Linked DNA regions of Mus musculus: region 2 is linked to region 1. Evidence: chromatin contacts called from public Hi-C data. All regions are on one chromosome and are shown on one strand. The core of a region is the stretch at or near the end of the contact, and the rest is flanking DNA. Distances in the headings are between cores, read along the strand shown.

Evidence for each region. A called contact is a pair of places that touch in the nucleus more often than the background predicts.
Region 2: a Hi-C map of cerebral cortex shows a contact between it and region 1, with 4 times the contacts expected there. The contact joins two enhancer-like sites. A contact is called at or near these places in 9 of 39 promoter capture datasets (the 3T3-L1 cell line, the HPC-7 cell line, embryonic stem cells and 4 more), 1 of 15 datasets of contacts at CTCF or cohesin (CD8 T cells), 39 of 484 Hi-C or Micro-C datasets (the G1E-ER4 cell line, LSK cells, the N1E-115 cell line and 22 more), 3 of 115 datasets of contacts at active chromatin or transcription factors (astrocytes, embryonic midbrain and embryonic stem cells) and 2 of 9 other capture datasets (adipose tissue and pancreatic islet).

What each region holds. Positions count from the first base shown.
Region 1 is chr8:86,474,472-86,478,106 of GRCm38.p6, forward strand. No RefSeq gene overlaps it. Among named protein-coding and RNA genes, the nearest start is that of Abcc12, 90 kb to the right of the region's middle. Within about 2 kb of position 1,785, at least 34 of the 459 cell types and tissues checked have an H3K27ac peak or open chromatin away from gene starts, as enhancers often do. A contact at or near this core is called in cerebellar granule neurons, cerebellum, cerebral cortex and 6 more, where this site is marked.
Region 2 is chr8:86,583,683-86,587,317 of GRCm38.p6, forward strand. No RefSeq gene overlaps it. Among named protein-coding and RNA genes, the nearest start is that of Abcc12, 19 kb to the left of the region's middle. Within about 2 kb of position 1,614, at least 93 of the 459 cell types and tissues checked have an H3K27ac peak or open chromatin away from gene starts, as enhancers often do. A contact at or near this core is called in cerebellar granule neurons, cerebellum, cerebral cortex and 6 more, where this site is marked.

The sequences.
Region 1 (3,635 bases), core at 535-3,034:
ATATCTGTTGGTTCAGAGGGAGGGGTTACTGTATTAGCCAAGCATCTCATAAATGTCAAATAGAGGTCCAGCCCCTTGCATGTTGGTCCTGATGCTCAGAGGGTAGACCATGAGAGGCTTCCATATGCTTGGGCATTAGTGGAAGCCTTCTCTAGACTACTCATCCCTCAACACTCTGTCTTGAAAACGGGGGCGGGGTTGGGGAAGATGGAGGATGGGAGATGGGGCATGGGGCATGGGGAGGCCCATGGCATGGGGCAAGACACCACGGCAGGGAGACCACAAGACAAACGCCAAAGGCTTCCTGTTTGCACAAGGATCTAGGAACTATAGTTCCAAGTTATTTATCTTCTCCTGTAGAGTTTTCTGCTCCTAGGGGAGAACCAAAGACAGTGTGGGCAAAAGTCCTGCCTGGATTTTGCCTCACAAAAATCACAGACCCACCGAAGGACCGTAAAGGGCTAAATTGTAGGTGCGCCCAAAGTATATACTGAAGTCATTGGCCCAGGGACCCTGTAATTAATGCTGCTCCTTTGGAATCCATTTTCAACCAGAAAGAGTGATTTTGGTTTGGTTTGGTTTGGTTTGGTTTGGTTTGGTTTGGTTTGGTTTGGATTTTTTGTTTTTAGGTCTTTTCAGAATGCAAAGATCTCATTTGATAAGCACTGGTGTATGTCCTTCGTGATGAATTGATCATTCTAAGTAAATACTGCCCAAGATGTGAATGACAATAAGAATACTGTGGCCGCTCAGCAACATGGGGAAATCAGACTTCAGCAGGGACCCATTTTCCACTGCCATGTCTTTAAATCACAGGGAATAAAGAAAGCCTTGCATGTTGAATCCACTGTTGCCCCATCCAGGTTCTATTTCCTGATATATTAAATAGCTCCAATTTACAAGTTTTCTTGCTTTCCTAGCTATTCTTAACCATGCTTTCAAAACCCCTCAACTCTTCCCTAGTTCCCCATCCAAATCTCCATCCTGCTTTTCCAAAGAGAGCTTCCAGAGTAGTACTGAACTGGAACAACACTTCCTGCATACAATAGGTACTAAATGAATGCTCAGATAGGTTACACAAGTCCTTTATCTTAATCTTAGCCTGATGGAGAACTACAGAATCAGAAACATACTGACCACGCCTAGCCCCCAACTCTCCTTTGCTCTCTCCCATGCTTGTTACGCAAAAGTCATCACTCAGAATCAGTTTCCCATCGGCATCCTTGGAAAAGTCCCCTCAAAGGAAGAATCCCCCTGAGTCGTGGTTTAGAGATGAAGCACAGAGAACAGCTTGCATCAGCTACACACAGCCGCCTGTACCTACCAACACAAGGCCAATAGGTCAGACTGGGGAGACATTCTGATGGAGCCTCGGTGGCAGGGCCACTGCGGAGGAAGGAAGCCACGGTCTGCCAAATGAGGTGTGGAGCCAAGTACATTACCTAGATCCTAAATCACACAATTAGTCATGAAATAATCTTTGCTTTGTCTTTCTCTCTTCCTCTCTTTGTAAGCAGCTCTGCCTTGGACTCTATACCCCTGACCACAGCAGCCTCTAGTGGCAGCAAGCTGGAGCACACAAGACAGCAAAGGACCCCAGGAGGAAGACTTTGCAGGGTCTGAGGTTAGCAAACATACTGTTATTGCTATGTTCATACCAACATTGTGAAAACGGAGAGGCCTAGGGTTCCCTGTGGTGGGGACGTTGAGTAAGGGGTTAGTAAGAGAGAGAATCTGAGCCTCCCAGCCATTGGTTCAGATGCAAGAAACGGCAGCCAGGCCCTGAGTAGAGTCGTATCCAGAAGAATGAGCTGTCAGAGAGGAGGTGGACCACCAGGCTTCACCCAAGGGCTTATGCCTCTGATTTTCCACATGCCCTCACAAATATCTGACAGCTGCCAAAGTAAGACAAATGTGACAGCATCCTTGACCAAACAGAGAAATTTTCTCTTCCCAGGGAATGACTTAAAAACCTCAGACTCATCGACTGGATGACAGCTGAAGGAACTTTTCCCAGAGAAATCACAACCACAAAAGCACATTGGAAACATTCTAGCAGAGCTTCAGGATATTCATCTCAGCATTGGATGGATGCTGAGCCTGAATCTCACAGGGAGCCTGTCATAGCTTTAGCCGTCAGCTTGACACAAACCTGGAGCCACAGGGGAGAGGGAATCTTAACTGAACGCTTGCCTATGGGCTTGTCTGTGGAACACTGTCTTGATTGATGATGTAGGAGGGCCCACTATGGGTGGTACCATCCCTAGGCAGCTATGAAAGAAAGCTGAAAGTAAGCCTGGGAACAAGCCACTAAGCAGCATCCCTCTATGCTTTCTGCTTAGTTACTGCCTACAAGCTCCTGCCATGAGCTCATGTCCTGACTTTCCTCAGTAATAGACTTTTAAAATGAAGTGCAAGTTGAAATAAATAAACCCTTTCCTTCCCAAGCTATTTTGGCCAATGTTTTATCACAGTAACAAAGAGCAAATGAGAACAGAGTCCACTTTGACAAATCCTTCTGTCCCCCCCACCCCCACCCCCTAGCTCTCCTCTGACACCTAGGGAGCAGTCAGAAATACCAATCTTCCCTGGGCTGGGCAGGAAATGAACTTGTGGACACCTGTGTGAGCTGAGGCCATTCTGGTAACACCCTCACTAACCCATTGTTATAGCAAAATACCTAAGAGTAGAAAATTTTATAAAGGAAATGCATTTCTTTCCTACAGTTCTTGAAGGTGTAAACTCAAGGTTGAAGGCCTGGGCATGGGTATGAATCTGCAGAGTCCTGAGGCAGCTGATAGCATTTACTCAGTGTCTGGGTTAGATCCATACTGCTGTAATAAAGATCACAGCCATAAGCAACTTGGTGAGGTAAAGAGCTGTTAACAAAGAGGGGGAAAGAGAAAGACAAAGCAAAGATTATTTCATGACTAATTTTGTGATTTAGGGTTTGGGTAATGAACTTGGCCCCCTGGCCTTATTTGGCAGTCTGTGGCTCCCTCCTTTCACAGTGGCCCTGCCACAGTGCCTCCATCAGAAAGTCTCCCTAATTCTTGCCACAGCTATTGGCTGTCAGATCTTTATTACAACCAATCAGCAGCAAGACAACCTCTGAGCATTTCTAGATTGCCTTTAGGCAGGTGAGGACGGATGAATATTTACGAAATAGGAAATCCGGTGACGTCATAGAAACGACAAGCCCAAAATCCTACCAGCACTGAGCTCTGTGCTGGTACAGAATTAACAATGGAAAATATAGAGCTGTAGCTTCATACAAAGAAAAAAAGATCAACCCGAGCTTCGGAAGACATTTGCCTCTCCCCAGACACACGGTGAAGCACACTTCAGCTGTTTCTACCGCCTTGCCTTTCAGCGCACCACATTCCGGATTTTGGGAACTCAGCAATGTTGCCTTGTATCCAGATCGAAAACCCTCTTCTCAGGCCTCGGGCTGTCGCTGTCCCTTTCTGAGAAATATGTCCTTCTAGAATCCTTCTGTCCTTCCATAAGTCCTTCGAGATAATTCTGTCAATGGTTCACTCTAGTCTTTATAGCAAACGAGTGCCCACAACCCCTGCCTTAATTAATTCCTGAAGCACTCAGTGAATGCTTACAGTCGACAGGTGTAGGGGCGT
Region 2 (3,635 bases), core at 364-2,863, 110 kb after region 1:
AAATAAATAAATAAATAAATATTAAAAAAATACTAAACCCAAAGATGGCTGAAGTAAAAGATTTGTCAACTGCTAGATACGCTATCCATAAAAAGGCCAGGTCCTGGACCAGTGTCTGCAAATTCCCAGTAGCAGGCTAAGCAGCCCCCTGGAAAATGTACTCCATGGAGCAGAGTTGGGGGCTGGCTTTATTTATTTATTTATTTATTTAGCCTTGGAGAAGGGAACCCTGACTGACACTCACCTCACCTCACCCAGCCCAACCCCCAGCTACAGACACAAGGGGTGGCTGACACAGAATAAGAAGCTTGGAGCAGGACATGGGTCCTTAGAGCTACATCCCCCATATTGGATGTTTGCCTGTCCCTCTGGTCCTTTCTTCTTCTGTCTTAGATCAAAGTGCAGACAAGTCTGTTCAAAGCCAGTGATGGGGTTCTGAGCCAGACACCCCTCCTGCCAGAGTGAGGATCCCTCTATCAGAATAAATGTTATTTATTTATATCAGATAAATGTTGTTATTAATCTGTTCCCATGCCGTGGGCCTCTTTGATTCTCCAGTGTATTTTCAAAACCTTTTTTTTAATGTCCAAGACACGATATGTAGAATTACAGATAACCAATTAAACTAAAAGAGTGCTATGTTAAAAACAAGGCAGGATATTATGAAACATAATCTACTGTGTTGACGCTCTAAGTAACATAATCTAGAAGGAGGTCTAATGACCACCAAGAGTCCAAAGCATCAATACACGTGAGGTTTGTGAAAACTGGGGCAACCAAATGAGATTTGAGAACGCCCATTGATGCCGCCATCCTCGTGAAGGTCGTGGATATGATGTATTTGATTACCTCCATTATGATAAAGGGAAAATGCTAAATTTCCATTAGTAAAAATAATGACATTTTTTTCTGTTCTAGCCCACAGGCACATGGACGACAGACAGGTCAGCTCTCAGACTGGTAATCTGTAAGGTTGCTTCTAACACAAATTATCTAGATGAGACAAGGGGATGTGTATAAAATGTGTTAGGACGTCAGTTTTGTTTTGTTTTGTTTTGTTTCTGGCAAGCCCCCGCTGACCTAGAACTCTGTAGACCAGGCTAGCCTCAAACTCAGAGATCTGCCTGCCTTTGCCTCCTAAGTGCTGTGAGTAAAGGCTCTTGCCACCAGCCCTATGTAAGAATTTGACAGTCTGAAGAGTTGGCACCAGAGTATCACATAGGTGGAAACTGCTTTTGTTCTGAGAACTGTCTGTTAGTCATAGTGGCCCATACATATACCCAGCCACATGAAAGGTTAGAACTGGAGCTACAAGTTCAAGGCCAGCTTGGACCACATAGTGAGTTTGAAACCAGCCACTGCAGAGTGGCTTTAATAAATTTGCTCTGAGTGATTTAGCTGCTGCTGACTTTGAAAATAATCCCAGAAATAGAGATTGATGGAAGAGATCGGGGCTGGGGAGGTAGGTGGAGTCCTGTGGATCGGTGGCAGTAGCCTCTTTCCCATCCTCTGACTCAGGGATCTGCGTTTTTCTGTCCGGATTCCGTGTAGATCACTGCAGTTTTGAGTCTACGGAGCCTTCCTGCATTACTAGGAAGAACCTGCCATCTGCTGGCCAGCTTGAGTAAAACATGAGGACCCTCCTGAAGGATGATGGCTGTTTGGGGAGGGCGTTCTGGTACAAAGGCCATTGCCACAAAATAGGTCTGGGAGGGACAGATATTTTCTATTAACAACTCTGGACTTGGAAGAAGCCGGATAGGATGGCACTTAGAAGGGCCCTTCGATTGCTCTTTGGGACTCCGAAAGTAACGAAAGGGGATAAAAGATTGAAGAAAAAAAAAAAAGTAACAGGGAAAATAGCTATTGAGAGAGAGAGAATGAGGATTTACAGTCAAAAAATACCCCACAAAAAGAAACAGGTGTCACTGGAGACGCCTCCGGGCGGAAGAAGATGAGAACATTTCCCCGCCTTCGGTGTAGACCGTGTTCTTCGGTTCTGAGATCGCATCGCCCTCAGGCAAAACTGTTCCTTCTGCACTGAACGTTCTTCCGACCCCATCCTTCTTATCTAAGTAAATGTTTGTTTGCTGCCGCTCTAGGGAATCTGCAGCAAGTCCGCTGGGCAAGCGAGCTCTATGGAAGCTCAGCTCAGCTCTTTGTCGACACCTCCTGGCACTGCTCTGGAACTGCCTGCTGACTTGTTTACTGCTTACTTCGTGTCTCCAGAGATCAAAACCCCCAGGCAGGGTATCATTTAAAGGCAGCTCTATCCTACTGTGAAAAACTATGCGAGACTATTAGCTTACTGGATTCATTTTTCTTGTGGAATTTTGAGGAACTTGGTGATCACAATTTGAAAACAAATAAAAATGCGTTGACACATTTTTTCCCCTAGAGATCTTCTGCCTAGAAGTTGAAAATCATTTCTTTTTCTATTTCAATATCTGCCAACACCCTTGAGGGGCCTGCCGGCATCCATAGCCTGCTCATAGCAAAAGCCTCGCGATTCTAGAGAGGGAACCCCTCCATTCAGTCCATGTGACTTGGAGCTGATCCTGTCCTCCCACACAGGAGTGACTGGGCCTGGCAAATCCAACTTCTAATAGCTTAACATGCTTGGTTCAGAGATGAGCATATGACTGAGCTAACCCAATGAGAAAATACCCTACTTTGAAACCTTGACTGAGAATTTCTGAACTTGGTAGGCCATGGTCCTGGAGCTTGTGGTCATTTGGTGCCGCCAGAAAGTGGAAAGTGGCCAGAAGTAAAGCCAGAGGTAAGACGGTGTCTACAAGATCAACATTCTTTCTGTACTGGCTCCAACCCAGAACTTTTACTGGACTTCCCCATTCCATTCCATGAGCCATAGCTACTGGGAAGACTTTTATAAAGAACATATTTTAGACAGTAGCTATCCCAGTGTCCAGTTAAATAGGAAGAATAAGGGAAGATGAAGGTTGGGGGTCAATTAACGTTTTGTCTCTAGGAATGTCCCTTACTCTCAGTGTACTGTGGGGAGCAGAACGCCACCCTCCCTTTCTCTTTCTCTCTCTCTCAGATGTATTTGTTTTTATTTTAGGTGTATGAATGTTTCACCTGCATGTATATCTGTTTATCACATGCATGCCCGGTGCCTGCAGAGGCCAGAAGAGGGCATCAGATCACTTAAAACTGGAGTAACATGAGCCGCCGTGTGAATGCTGGAAATTAAACCCGGGTTCTCTGAAAAAGCAGCCAGTGCTGTTAACAACTGAGCCACCACTCAAAATCAGACCAGTTTTAATGCTCCAGTCTTCCCATATCCACACCTTTGCTTCCTTTACAGTGAACTGCACTAGCAGCAGCAGCAGCAGCAGCAGCAGAGGCAGCAACAGCTACAGCAGCAGCAGAAGCAGCAGCAACAGCAGCAGCAACAGCAACAGCAACAGCAACAGCAACAGCAACAACAACAACAACAGGGCATCAGCAACAGCAGCAGCAGAAGCAGCAGCAACAGCAGGGCAGCAGCATCAGCAGCCACTGCCATCTGCAGTGGAAAAACTGCAGTCCCTGCATTGAGTTCCAAGGAAGCAGATGCTATGGTGAAGATGCTGGACTTCAGCTGCTTCACTGGTTGGCCTGCCTAGACTCCT